Regions from separate parts of the Mus musculus genome. Here all the other regions are linked to region 3. Evidence: chromatin contacts called from public promoter capture Hi-C data. All regions are on one chromosome and are shown on one strand. The core of a region is the stretch at or near the end of the contact, and the rest is flanking DNA. Distances in the headings are between cores, read along the strand shown. Region 1 holds the start of Irgq (immunity-related GTPase family, Q). Region 2 holds the start of Ppp1r37 (protein phosphatase 1, regulatory subunit 37). Region 3 holds the start of Pnkp (polynucleotide kinase 3'- phosphatase).

Evidence for each region. Promoter capture Hi-C pulls out the DNA fragments that hold promoters and counts their contacts.
Region 1: a contact with region 3 is called in a promoter capture Hi-C map of pre-B cells. The contact joins the promoter of Irgq here to the promoter of Pnkp in region 3. A contact is called at or near these places in 3 of 39 promoter capture datasets (cranial neural crest, maxillary cranial neural crest and pre-B cells).
Region 2: a contact with region 3 is called in a promoter capture Hi-C map of second pharyngeal arch cranial neural crest. The contact joins the promoter of Ppp1r37 here to the promoter of Pnkp in region 3. A contact is called at or near these places in 3 of 39 promoter capture datasets (cranial neural crest, pre-B cells and second pharyngeal arch cranial neural crest).

Annotation. Positions count from the first base shown.
Region 1 is chr7:24,528,731-24,532,907 of GRCm38.p6, reverse strand. It overlaps Irgq (immunity-related GTPase family, Q), which reads right to left and starts at 2,260. Exons shown (of 3, transcript NM_153134.3): 1 at 2,004-2,260; 2 at 993-1,524. The coding sequence starts at 1,522.
Region 2 is chr7:19,561,047-19,565,418 of GRCm38.p6, reverse strand. It overlaps Ppp1r37 (protein phosphatase 1, regulatory subunit 37), which reads left to right and starts at 3,021. Exons shown (of 13, transcript NM_199149.3): 1 at 3,021-3,608. The coding sequence starts at 3,389. Gemin7 (gem nuclear organelle associated protein 7) reads left to right here. Exons shown (of 2, transcript NM_027189.2): 2 at 1-470. The coding sequence ends at 140.
Region 3 is chr7:44,855,217-44,859,550 of GRCm38.p6, reverse strand. Pnkp (polynucleotide kinase 3'- phosphatase) reads right to left here and starts at 2,405. Exons shown (of 16, transcript NM_021549.3): 1 at 1,997-2,405; 2 at 1,342-1,388; 3 at 802-1,098. The coding sequence starts at 2,147. It overlaps Akt1s1 (AKT1 substrate 1 (proline-rich)), which reads right to left. Exons shown (of 5, transcript NM_026270.4): 5 at 4,130-4,334.

The DNA.
Region 1 (4,177 bases), core at 1,011-3,510, about 20 Mb after region 3:
AAAGAAAAAAAAAAAAACCAGGTGAGGCGGGACCATAAAGTTAAGAGAGTTCAGGGAAGAGCTTAAGTCCCCTAGAGGTCCCGCGGGTAAACTAACCTAAGGTCAGGTTTCCAACCGAAACTACGATGAGGACCCTATTTGGACTTCTCTTGATACAGATCAAGAGATCGGGGTCAGAGCTTTTCCAATGGTGTGCTGGTCAGGACACGTTTTCTATGGAGTGGGGCTTAGAGGAAGGCGAGGACATAATGGCAATTTCAGTATGGCCTATGGTGTCCCTGAGGGTGGATGTAAATAAGAGAGACCTCATCTAGTACTGGTGGGCCAGCGAGGTTAACTAAACAAATGAGAAGCAGCTCTCCAACTTATGCAGACCCTTCCTGAGTCGCATTTTGAGAACCATAAAATGAGACAGCTGGCAGGTGGGGAGGGGCTGGGTGGATTGGCGGGCAGTAGGCAGGGTAGAACTGAGAGGGAACTGGAAATGGAAGAACAGGGCGAGCAATCGGAAATAATGCTCTGTAAAGGTTTGGTGTTAACGAAAGGAAGGATGGGAGGGGAGTCACTTGAGAACCAAGCCAATGAGGAGGATGGGAGTGCTGGAGAGGGATCTCAAATGTTACGAGAGATGGGAGTCCAGCATCTTGTCTGACACAAGTATTTGCATATATATATATATATCTGGGCTTGTGATGCCAGAGAGCTTGCACGAAACAGGACCTTTGTGGTGGGCTTTCCAGTTGACCCTTGACGGTGCAGGCTTTAAACGACAGAAAAGTGATCCCTGCTTATGGCAGAGTCTCCATGATCTCAAACTCTGTGCTCATGGGTGTGGTGGGTGCTGTCCTACGCAAATAAGTAGGGTATGGACGAATGGGCAGCCAAGAAAAGCTTGCGTCTAACACTCTAGGAACAGGGCTCGAGAACTTTAAAGACCTCCGTAGCTGAGTTGGATCTAAGGCCACCCCATCCAGCCCGAACTGTCCCCTCACCTCTGCAGCGCCTCCGCCTGGGTCCGCAGCACCACCTGCAGGCGCTCTAGCTCCTCGCAGCGGTCACTGCTGCTGCAATCCGCCGGCGGCACAAAGAGAGGCGCAGCTCCTAACCCAGCACTGTTCAACAAGGCTGCAGTCTCATCCCGGGCTTTAGCTGCATTCTGGGAATCTCCAGGGCGCAGATTCCGGACAGCCAGCAGCGGGGTTCCTCTAGCCAGGGCGGCTCGCGCTGCCTCTCCCAGAGCTGGGGTCAAGGGCTCCTCGCTCCCCTCAGATCCTGGTAGCACCAATACCAGCAAGTTGGCCTCCGCCGCCCAGGGCCCGGGAGCTGCGGGTGGGCAACTCAGCTCACCCAGGAAGAGGCCCGGAGCCGCAGCTCTCAGGCTGGGGACTCCAGAGTCCTGCCGTCCATCGGGAATCTCTACCGTGTCCACATTCTTACCGCATAACGCGGCGATCAGGGCGGACTTTCCCGAGCCGGGAGGCCCCAGGAATAAGGCAGTCACGTCACCCTGAGGCAGAGGCATTGCTGGAAAGCAAGAGGCGGGGAAAGAAATTGGTCAGGGAGCACGTAAGACTTTTTGTTTGCTTCTTTTCTAAGACAGCGTCTCGCTGTGTAGCCCTGGCTGGCCTGAACTCATTACGTAGACCAGGCTGGCCTGACATTCAAGAGATCGATCCTCTCCCCTCTGTCTCCCAGAGTGCTGAGATTAAAGGCGTCGCACTCCCCCACACCAATCAACACCCTCTCCTAACTGATTCACTGTAGATCCAGGCTTCAGTCCTCCAGCCTGTCCTCTACTTCCATTCTCCAGTGTCACGCTGCAGGACCTAGAAACTCAACCCCCAGGGCCTATTCCTGGGAGAGCCAGGTATATGCCCATTCTCCACACGAATGCATTTCTCTATTTAAAAAAGAAGAAACAGAAGAAGGAAAACAAAAACCCTCAAAAACCTGACTGCCAAACTCGAGAATGGTCTTTCCCCTCCCCATTCCAAATCACCAACCGATCAGAGAGGTGACACGCCTGGAGAGCACAGAGGCCCAGCCCCTTAAGACGAGCTGACGGAGGCTGAAGGGGCAGGAGTGTCCGGATTTAGAAACATCCGGACTCCTTCAGGTGGCTCTATACTGACGTCATTCCTTCCAAGACCGGTGTGTCTTGGAGTGCCACTGCGGAGAGGAAGAATTTTTGGCAGCTCCTTCTTTCTAGCTAAGGCTGTTTGGGCAAAGGCACAATAAAACCCATGCGCGTGCGCAGAAAGTTTTGGGGCGGTGCCCCACCAAGACCAGCAACCAATACGCCTGCGCAGTACGTGCAGGGTTTGTACGGCAAAGGGGGACAGGAAGCGATGAGCCCACGCAGTAAGCTTAGCGTTGTACGGAGCACACAACCAACGTCATCATCACGCACCCCTGTACAGAAAAGGACCTCTCCACTTGCCCTTGCGAAGACTTGCCTGCCGTGACTATATTAGTGCCGGACTGCAACCTTGAACCTGACTCGGGGACAATGGTGGTGCAACAGATCACTGGAGTCTGGAGACTAGGAAAAACTATCCCGCTCTCGTCCGGTGGCAGAGCTGTGGCGACCAACTGTCAGGCGCAGCTAAGGGACAGTCTTCGGGGAGGAAAGCAAGAGGCGTCCGTGACCATCAAGAACTAAGAGCAGAAGGCAGTGCATGGGAGCAGCGTGATCCAGAAATGAACTAGTGAACGCGGGCGGCGGTGACTACGGTGAAACAGTAATCAATGTCAGAGAAGGATGTCTCCTGGGAGAAGGCGGGCTCAAGTGTGAGCACCACTGCTTGTGCGGGGGTTATGGTTGACACGTGAGAAACTAGGATGGGGCTGGTAAGAAAGACCAAGAGTTCCACCTTCGAGGGAATTCGGTTTCGTGAAGATGAGGACACAGGGGCTTGAAGACCGAGGTGTCACAAACCCGAGGAGTCTCCCATGTGAGACTGCTGAAGCTTTTCTAGTGAGAGTGTCATTAGAGTTCAGTGAGTGTCAAAAAATAGAGCGAGGCCCACTAAGGTTGGTGGCAGCCACGCCCCCCCCCTCTCTCTTTCATATCAGAACATCGCCCTGAAGACACTGTAGAGGGCAAGCGTCTCCCAAGGAATGGAGTCCAGACAGCCCAGGAGACGACCTCTTTGAGTACTGCCAGAAAGAGGGGTTGGGTGCAGGAGTGACAGACACTAAAGGGACCTCCATATCTCGACGCCCCGCCCTGCTACAGGTGGCCGCAGTGACTACCTGCCAGGAATGACCTCCTCTCATGATCAAAATTATTTCCCTTGATTTGGGCACACAAACAGAAGCAGGACGACATTTAGAGGAATAAAGGGCTGCCAGGCGAAGATTGGGTTGTGGGGTGTGACTGGCAATATCATTACCTGGAATGAGTCCCCAGGGTTCTTGTCCCACTTTCCCCCTAGACTTTCAATATGACTATGCTTCAGTTTCCCGTAGCAAACGTGTGCAACACGGGCTATGGTGGTAGCACACCTTTAATCCCCGAATTTAGGAGGTAGAGGCAGGCCGTTCACTGAGTTTGAAGCCAGCCTGCTCTATAGAGAAAGTTCCAGGACATCCAGGGCTACACAGACAAATCTTGTCTTAATAAACAAACCAAAACGGGCATCACAGCTCACTTCCATGGGGTAGTTATGGAATTAGCTGTCGAAAGGGGAAAACTTGACTTGAATGAAATTTAATTTAAATGATAACATCTACTTTATAACAGCTGTGACCCTGACTGAGTGTTCTCTGCACTGGGTGCATTCGATGCCAAGTATGGAGGAGTGACCTTGATTATCTCATTCGGCTCTAATGTCGGGCTGCGGTGTACCGCAGCGGTAGTATCAGTGTCTCACAGGCAGAGACCACAAGGAACACATCTGGCTTGGACAAGCTGGGATTACCGTTCAGTTTTCAAAACCCTGTATTTAAGCCAGGCACACGCCATTAATCCCAGGACTCTGGAGGTAGAGGCAATTGGATCTCTGAATTCGAGGCCAGCCTGGTCTACAGCGTGATTCCAAGACAGCAAAGGTTACACTGAGAAACCCTGTCTCAACAAACAAAACATAAAACAACCAACAAAAACAAACAAACAAACCAAAACCCCCTGTATTTAAAACAAGTGGTGGTGGCTCATGTCATGTCTTTAATCCCG
Region 2 (4,372 bases), core at 1,772-4,271, about 25 Mb after region 3:
TGCATGTGACCGCCCAGTTTGGAGCCACAGACCTGGATGTGGCCAACTTCTACGTTTCCCAACTGCAGACTCCCATAGGTGTACAGGCCGAGGCCTTGCTTCGATGTAGTGACATAATTTCCTATTCTTTCAAGCTGTAAAACTGTCTGCCATTTTCCTGTGGGCATTGCCACAGTAGCCCAGGCCTCTGACTATTCCTGGGACATAGAGTTCTCAGCGCCTTCCTGGACTTCCAAAGCAATCTCCAACAAACTCTGGCTTTGAACTCAGAGGAACTCCAAACCAGATACTGCCTGGTGCAGGATGCAGATAACCCTGGCTCTGAAGAGGTGGGAAGATCATAAACTCAAGGCCAGGCTGTGCGGCAGTGGGGGACGGCAACCTCAGACATTCTAGATCTCTCTTGTTGGAAGGAGTGTTCTGCTTCACACACTGAGCGTCACAGAAATAAATTCCTGAGGCTTGGCCTTGCAGGCTGCTGTGTGTGTGTGTGTGTGTGTGTGTGTGTGTGTATGTATGTGTGTGTGTGTGTGTGTGTGCGCGCGCGCGCAAAGAGCACTAAAGAGCTTTCGAAGTTGAGCCTCTCAAGCTGTTTCTCCATCATCATCATCCCCCCCCACCCCCACCCCGCCAAAGAAATCATCATCTAGAGAAATCTGGCTCTGGCTTTCCTTTTCATTTATTATTTTATATATATGGGTGGTTTGCTTACATGGGTGACCATACCACATGCATGCAGTGATGGCTGAGGCCAGAAGAGGGCACCAGGTCCAATGAAACTAGTAAGAGATAGTTGTGAGCCGCCATGTGGGTGCTGGGAATTGTTTGTGGGTGCACTGCAAGATCAGCCAGTGCACTTAATGGGCTGAGCCATCTTCTCACCACACCCCAACCTTTTTTAAAAGACAGGATCCGGCTGTGTAGCCCAGGCAGGCTTGGAATTCACAATCCTCCTGCCTCAGCCACCCGAGTGCTGGATTACTTACAGGTCAGGCCACCATACTCAGCTTTTCTGCTTCTCTCTTTAGTTGTATCCCATGGAGAGTGGTGCCATGCTTAACATTTCTTTGTTTTAAAATTTTTAAATGGAGGTGTTTATGTCTGTGTGCCATGGGAGTGTGGGTGCACACGGAGACCAGAAAAAGATAGGCAGTCAGCAAAGCTAGGGTTACAGGTGCTTGTGAACTATGGGTGCTGAGAGCAGAATTCAGGCCCTCTGGAACGGAGTTGCTGAGCTGTCTTCCCACCCTCTGCTGTAGTCTTTAAAAGTTAGTAGTGTAGCTATCTCAGGCTAAAACTTGTGGGGCTTATCTAAGCAATGAAGCTGAGGCGTCCAGATAAAAGTATAGGGCTTGCACTGCTCCTGGCATCCTCCCCAAATGGCTGACATTCATCTCTGCATAAGAAATTGACCCGAGGTGGGCAAGGATGGCTTTTTACTAGAAAAGGCCTAGACAGGGCCTTGGCTTACACTAGGTTTCAAGGTTCCCTCTTGGTGATGTGGTCCACTGCAGTCACCTGCAGGTTTGTCTTCCCACGGAGGGGACTGGGAGTGGTGGTGGTGGTCACACTTGTGTGCCAGTGCCGTGCCAGTGCCCGGGAGCAAATGCTGCAGGTTGGTGGTTAGCGTTGAAGTTTTACCCTTCCTCAGTTTGCTCTAGCCGTCTAGTGAGGGAGTCTGTGTCCCCTGTTTCAGCCCCTTGTCACTAGAAATCTTTCAGTACATGATATCTGGAAGCAGTTCCTAGCTAAGCACAGTGACCCAAGTCTGTAATCCCAGCATTTGGTGTGGGGAAGGGGGTGTAGAGGCAGGAGGAGCCAGAGATAAAGCCTGTCTTTCCTACATGGCAAGTCAGCGGGCAGCCTGGATTACATGAGAACCAGTAAAACCAAACAAAACCCAACCCTCCCCCCCCAAACAAAGCCCACTTAATGCCTTTTGGAGTTCAGAATGTAACTGAAGGTTTGCATTAATTATAGGGGCTTTTGGTACTTCTCAGTCTCCAAAGTGTGCTAACCCCCAACTGTGAAGAGGAAAGCAGCTACCCTTAGCAGTGGTCTCAGTTATCAGTTCACACTGGAGCCTCCCTCCAGTTCCAGCCTAGCTCTCTACTTGGCAATGCTGTGCTCGACCCTCCTCAAATCCCGTTCTGTGGTTTCAGTCCCTGTGCCAGTGGGCTTTAATGAGCTGAGAAGGAAAAGCGAAAGTGCCCAGATGAATCCTGAGCTTTGGAATCGACCCCTTGGAGGTGTGGCTTAGGCTCGCTCAGGTTTGGTCAGCTGGTTCATCCCGAGCCTTTGGAATTCCTGCTCCCAGTTTTTGTTTTGTTTTGTTTTTATAGCAGGTTCATGAATACCTAGCAGACTCGTCTAATATTGTAATTTACATTTGATACAATTTTGACGAAAATTGTGCTAAAGTGTGCTCTTCTGTCGCTTCTGTCACTTGTACGTACTCATCCGATATTCAGCTTGGCTCTCAGCTCTCAGCACCTCCATCACTTTATCCTGCTCCCAGTACTTGGCTTAGCCCCACCAGGGTCTCCTGCTGTAGCACCTGCTTGTCTGAGGCTCCCTTTGTAATCCAGCCTAGCCTCGAATTCGCAACCTCCTCCTTCAGCCTCTCCAAGGCTCGGTTCACAAGGCGAGTCACTACCATGTCCAGCAAGTGGTTTTTTAATTAATATCTGATCCGTATTTTATATTTTAAGTTACTCATTTCTTGTAGACGCGTAGAAATCAGAGGACAATTTTGTGGAGGCGATTCTTCTATTTTTACGAACTCAGACGGCTTTAGCCGCTGACAGCCCTCTCGCAGGCCGCGGTTATAGGATTTGTATTGAATCCTTTCCCGAATTACTTGGGCTTGTGACGAATGTGCGGGAGCCTGACTGTTGACAGCTTGGCTTGTGGGGGGCGGGAGGGGGCGGCTAGAACTCGCGCATGCGCGGCGCTCCGGGAGACAGCGTTCATAGGCCCCGCCTCTGTGTTCTGCAGTTTGGCTCTGCAGATTCGCCGGTCACGTTTCTTTTTTCCGCGGAGCTTACTGTTCTTTGTTCCGGTCTTCCTGTCGTCCTCGACACGGTTTTTTTTCAGAGCAAAAGCTTGAGTCGGTGCTATGCTTTTCTCGGTACGCAGCGGGCCCTTCGGCTTGTAGCGAAAGTGTGGCTGCGGAAGAGCAGGTACTCGCGGAGCTCGGCGGAGGCGCGTTGGGGCTCCCGGCGACTGCGACGACGACGACGACGACGACGACGAACGGAGCGGACGGAGGCGGCGCTTGAGGCAGCGGCGAAGCCCATGCCCCGGAACGGCGGGAGGACCCGGAGAGACGAGTCCGGGGCCCGGGGCATGTCCCCGGGGCCCCCGTGAGGAGGAGGAGGCGGCGGCGATGGAGATCCCGCCGCAGGAGGCTCCGCCCGGGCCGGGCGCGGACGCCGACGCGGACGCGGAGGCCGAGACCGAGGAGGCCTCCGCCGAAGCTGAGTCTCCTACCGGGACCTCGCCCCCGGCCGATGGCCGCCTTAAGGCTGCTGCCAAGCGTGTCACGTTCCCATCTGACGAGGACATCGTGTCTGGAGCGGTGGAGCCCAAAGACCCCTGGAGACACGGTAGCTTTGGCGAGGGTTGCGGGGGAGAGCCTAGAGGCGGGTGGGACCGCCATAGGGCCGACCCCCACGGAGGTGGCCCGCGGCAAATGGTACTTATTGGTGATTTCAACGGTGCCTAGGTTAGAGCTGGAGGCAGAGAGGGGTTGGCGGGAGAGCTGGAAAGGTCCACAGGACTGGGTTTTCAAAGCCTAACCTTGTTTGGGAGTTTGGGAGGCTGGCAGCCAGCCTTTGAGTTCATGGTACACTCAGGGATAGATGAAGAGAGCCTGGTTATAGTATTGGGGGAAAGGTAAGTGCCTGAGTCCACGGGATGGTGAGAGCGAAGCAGCTGGTCTGTAAACCAGGAGGCAAAGCGTAGCCGGCTATGGCCATTGCTCTTTTGGCTGAAACGAGGACGGAAATAAACCCAGACTGTACAGAAGTTTGTAAACCCTCCGACTGGGAAAGGAGGGTCAGAGGCAGCAGGTAGTAAAGCAGAGGACGAGGTGGCCAGTTTGCCTGTGTGCGAGGAATTCCGCAGTAAGGTTCGGCAGCAGAACGCGGAGCCCGCTTTTACCAGGGTTTACCTGGGGAAGGACTCGGCAGTATTCCCTACTCAACAGAAGGTGACTTACATGTTGGGAGATGGGAAGATCTAAGATCTAGGCCTGTTGGTGGGGAGGTGGAACTGGACGGGCACTTGGAGGAGTGCATTGGCTTTGATGGCTTTGAAAGGGAAAAGGTTGCTGGGGAGATGGACACAGGCTAATCCCATTTCTGAGCTG
Region 3 (4,334 bases), core at 1,156-3,655:
GTATAGGGACTGAAGGCGTGTACCTGGAGACACCAGCCTTTAAATACCAGTATTATCCTTCTGTGTCCTCTGCCCTCCACTTCCAGTTTGTTTGTTTTTTTTTTTTTAGTAGGAACCAGTGTCTCACAAATCCTTTTTCTCTGAGCATCTCCTTGGAGAACTAACAGCCCAGAAGGAGCAAAGGGCTTTGTTGGAAGAGTTGGAGAGATGGCTCAGTGGTTAGACTCAGTGGTTAGGAGCACACAAATGTCAGATGGCCCATAACTGCCTGTAACTACAGCTCCAGGGCACCCAATGCTCTGTGGCCTCTGCAGCCACCTGCATACAGTACACAGAAAATCATGCAGGCTCATATCAATTCTTTTTTTTTTTTTTTTTTGATTTTTGTTGTTGTTGTTTTTTTTTTCGAGACAGGGTTTCTCTTTATAGCCCTGGCTGTCCTGGAACTCACTTTGTAGACCAGGCTGGCCTCGAACTCAGAAATCCGCCTGCCTCTGCCTCCCGAGTGCCAGGTCATATCAATTCTTAAAAAAACAAACCTCACTGTTGGCTGAGTGGCCACAGGAAACTAGGCCGTGAATTTTCTGTGGCCTCATTTCAGAGTGATCCAAGAAAGGTCACCACTGATTACAGGGCCTGACCTGTACCCTGTACCTCAGTGGTGGCGGCACCACTGGGGTCTCAGTCTTCTCTGCACAGAACAGTTGAGGCTCAGGAACTTTGATAAGACTAGCTCAGGGCTGCACAGGAAACTTTACATTAACTGGCTAGCCTGGGTGGCAGCAGGGGTGGCGGCCTCACCTTGCCCTGGGGCTTCACCCCAGACGCTGTGAACACCAGTAACTTCTTTAAGCTCTCCCAGCCAAGAGAGGATTTCCGAACTCGCTTTTTCTGAGGCTCAGTATCCTCTCCCTCCTCCGGATCCCCAGGAGTGTCTGGTGGAGCATCTGGCTGGGATCCTGATGTGCTGAGCTCTTCCCAACGCAGGGTCAGGGGATATAGGCCATTAACCAGATAAAGGACATCCCCCAAGCTTAGAGAGCCAGACAGTCCTGGCTTCAACTCCTGGACCCCAACAGTTGACGGGTTAACACCCAGCTGCAGACAAAGGAGGAGCTAGGGTTGGCACCACCCCGCCCCACCAAATCCAATACCTTAGCTCCCAATCAATTTTTAATCTTCCCACCTATTCACTTCGTGTGGCCAGTCAGAACTTTGAAAGGTTAGTGGCTTCTAGTCTGGCACGGTGTTAAAGCGGAAAGCTGACCAGCCTTCTGAAGGGTTGTCATCTACCCGGCCCCTCTCCCAAGTCCTTGCTACCCGCTGCCAAGACACTGGTACCTGTTTCACTGCCACTGTCCGGCTTTCAGGGTCTGCAATCAGCTCCACTGAGGGTAAGGGGGTGGAGTCAGGGTTTACATCACGTACAGGGGCGTGGCCAACTACAGTCTACTACTAGGACTTAAGTAAGAGAGGCACTTTCTCCCTAGGACTTAAGTAAGAGAGGCACTTTCTCCCTTCCTTCCTCAATCCCCCAACACAGGTAGCCCAGGATAGCCTTGAACTCGCTACATACTAGCGGCTGGGCTTGAACTGATTCTCATGCCTCTACCACCCAATTCTCTGGATGACAGGGGTGTCTGCCCCCCCCCCCCCCCCCCGAGCCAGTTTATTCCTCAATAATAACAGGTACTTCGGAGTCCCTAGGATTGCTAGAGACACGGACTTGTCCAGAACAGGTATTTTTTTTATCTGTAGGGTCTGCTTTGTCCCATGAGATACATGGGGTAGACCGAGGTCTTGGGCATGGCTTGATGCATCACCGCCTGATGTAGCCTGCCCAGCGACCGTCTCTCTGTTGTCCTTCTCCCCTCCGGTGACAATCTCCCAGATCCTCTCTGTCCCTCCCATAATGCCTCGTCTTGCTTCTGGCTAGGCATAGGCTCCCCTGCTTCCTTCCAATCCCACTCTGCAGCAGTTCCATTCCCGTGCCCACCTTGGTTTCGGGAGCACTTCCGGTCCGTCACTTGGGTCAGGGGTCCCCGACCGAGGACCAGGGCTTGGCCATCCGACGGCAGGAATATAGGGGGCGGCCCACCGGTGGGGCTCTGCAGCCACAGGCGGCCCCGGGATCCAAGCTGTGACATCCTCGGATGCTGTGAAGGGGAACAGAATCACAGTGGAGCTTGCTCAGCAGCCGGCAACCCACCCGCCACCGGAAGTTCTGCTTTCCCAATGCGAGCCACACCGGAAATTCCGCCCCTTGCCCATGGGCGGGTTCGACGTTTCCCAAGCTACCACAACGGTTCCAATGCGCAGTGAGGATTGCATATAGGTAGAGTCACTTCTGAATTCATTCCAAAGCTCATCTATGCTATGGGAAAGACTGTTCGAAAATTTGGCTCCTCCCACGGCGCATGCGCAGTCCTGACTCGCTTGAGGCGCTCTGAGCCAGAGCGGATAGGGGTCACTCGCATCCATAGTCACTTGATCCCTACGCTAGAGTTACTTGTTTTTGTTTTGATTTTCTTGTATGTATGTATGTATGTATGTATGTATGTATGTATGTTTTAGTGAGACAGGTTCTCAGGATGTAGCCTTGTTAAAATTCTTTCCTAGGCATGGTGGCACATGAGTTTAATATTAATCCTAGTACTTGGGAGGCAGAGGCAGGCAGAGCCCAGCCTGGTCTACATAGTAAGATTCTGCCCCCACCGCAAAAATAAAATAAAGAGGAAGTTGCTCTCCTGGGGAAGACCTAAAAAATGCCTACCCTTCTCCAAAGGCCTGAAGTATATATAACCTGAAATATGATTCCACCACAGAGCATTCTGGGGAAGCCGACTATATTGGGCTTGCAGAGCATAGGTGGTGGTGGTTGTGTTGCTACCTGCAAAAAAACACACGGGGCAGTTTTCATCTAGCAGAAATGAAGCCTCATTTCATACTGCACAGACAGAGCCCTTCCCTTCCCTTCCCCCTCACCAGTATCCTCTAGCCCCTCCCCAAACCACAGGCAACTAGGGCAAAATTGCATATAGTTGCTTGTGAGGAACAGCTGGGTACTAAGGTCAGGGTCCCATGACCTTGCCTCCCCTTCTATGAGCGAAATCAAAAAGTCCGGCTGCAGTTATCTTTCAGCCCAGACAAGTTTTTTTTTTTTTTTTTTTTTTGGCGTGTATGTTAATCCACCATACACCCAAACTGGGCTCAAATTTCGGGATCTGTCTGTCTTCCAAATATTAGTATTAAAATAGAGCTCTACAGACAGGTTGGCAGCGCACGTCTTTCATTCTAAAACTGGGGAAGTGGAGGCAGAGGCAGGCAGATCTCAGTTTAGTGACAGCTTGGTCTTCAGAAGGGCTCCAGGACAACCAGGGCTACACAGAGAAACCCTATCTTGAAAAACACGCTCTAAAAGCTGGGGGGGGGGAGAGGAAGGAAGAAAATGCCATCACACTTGGCCATTGATGGGTTGTTTTACTTTTTGATACCAGGGGATTCACCTGCTCCTGTCTCCCAAGTGCTAGAATTAGAGGTGTGCGCCACTGCTCACGGTTTTTTTTGTTCTTTGAGGCATGGTCTCAAAAAGTCTAGACTGACGTGAACACCTGTGCCTCCTTAAACCCATCTCCCTGCTGATGGAATGACAGATGTGCGCCTTCATCATTCCTCTGCGTAGCAGCGGAAACAAACCAGCTTGTCCTTAGCATTTGAAGCGCATAGCATCACTATACACTCTTCCTTTGCTTCTATGATGCCGGTCCCTTTGCAATAAAGTGGGAAAATCGCTTCTAATTCTGGGACAAATACGCTAAAGCTCGGTATGATGGGGCAGATTGGAAATCCCAGCACAAAAACTGAAGAGAAAGGCTGGGCTACAAAGTGAAATCATCCCAAAAAGCAAAGTAACAAAAGGGAGGCAATCCATATTAATATTAATAGTGTGAAGGTGACAGTCCTCTAGCCCCTCTAGCCCCCTTTCTCATCTTTGGATGTTGGGAAATGGAGATTCCCTGGTTTGCCTTTCTACCGCTCCCACAGTTACGCCCCCAAGACTGGGTGTCGAACCCTGAACTTCATTTAATTGTCATGAACGCTTCATAGCATCACACTCACACACAACACGAACTCACTAGTCAGAGGTAAAACTTTAATCTCAGAGCGCCCCTCCCTACCCCCATCCCACTCTCCCGCACCCAAGTCTAGGGCCGGAAAGTGAGGCCCCCCTGGCCCCCCCACCTTGGGTGGGAGAGGGCCTTTTAAGGCACCTGTTAGGGTCGGGGGACAGGAAGCTGGTACTGTCCTGGGTACAGGACAAGTTTTGATGGACA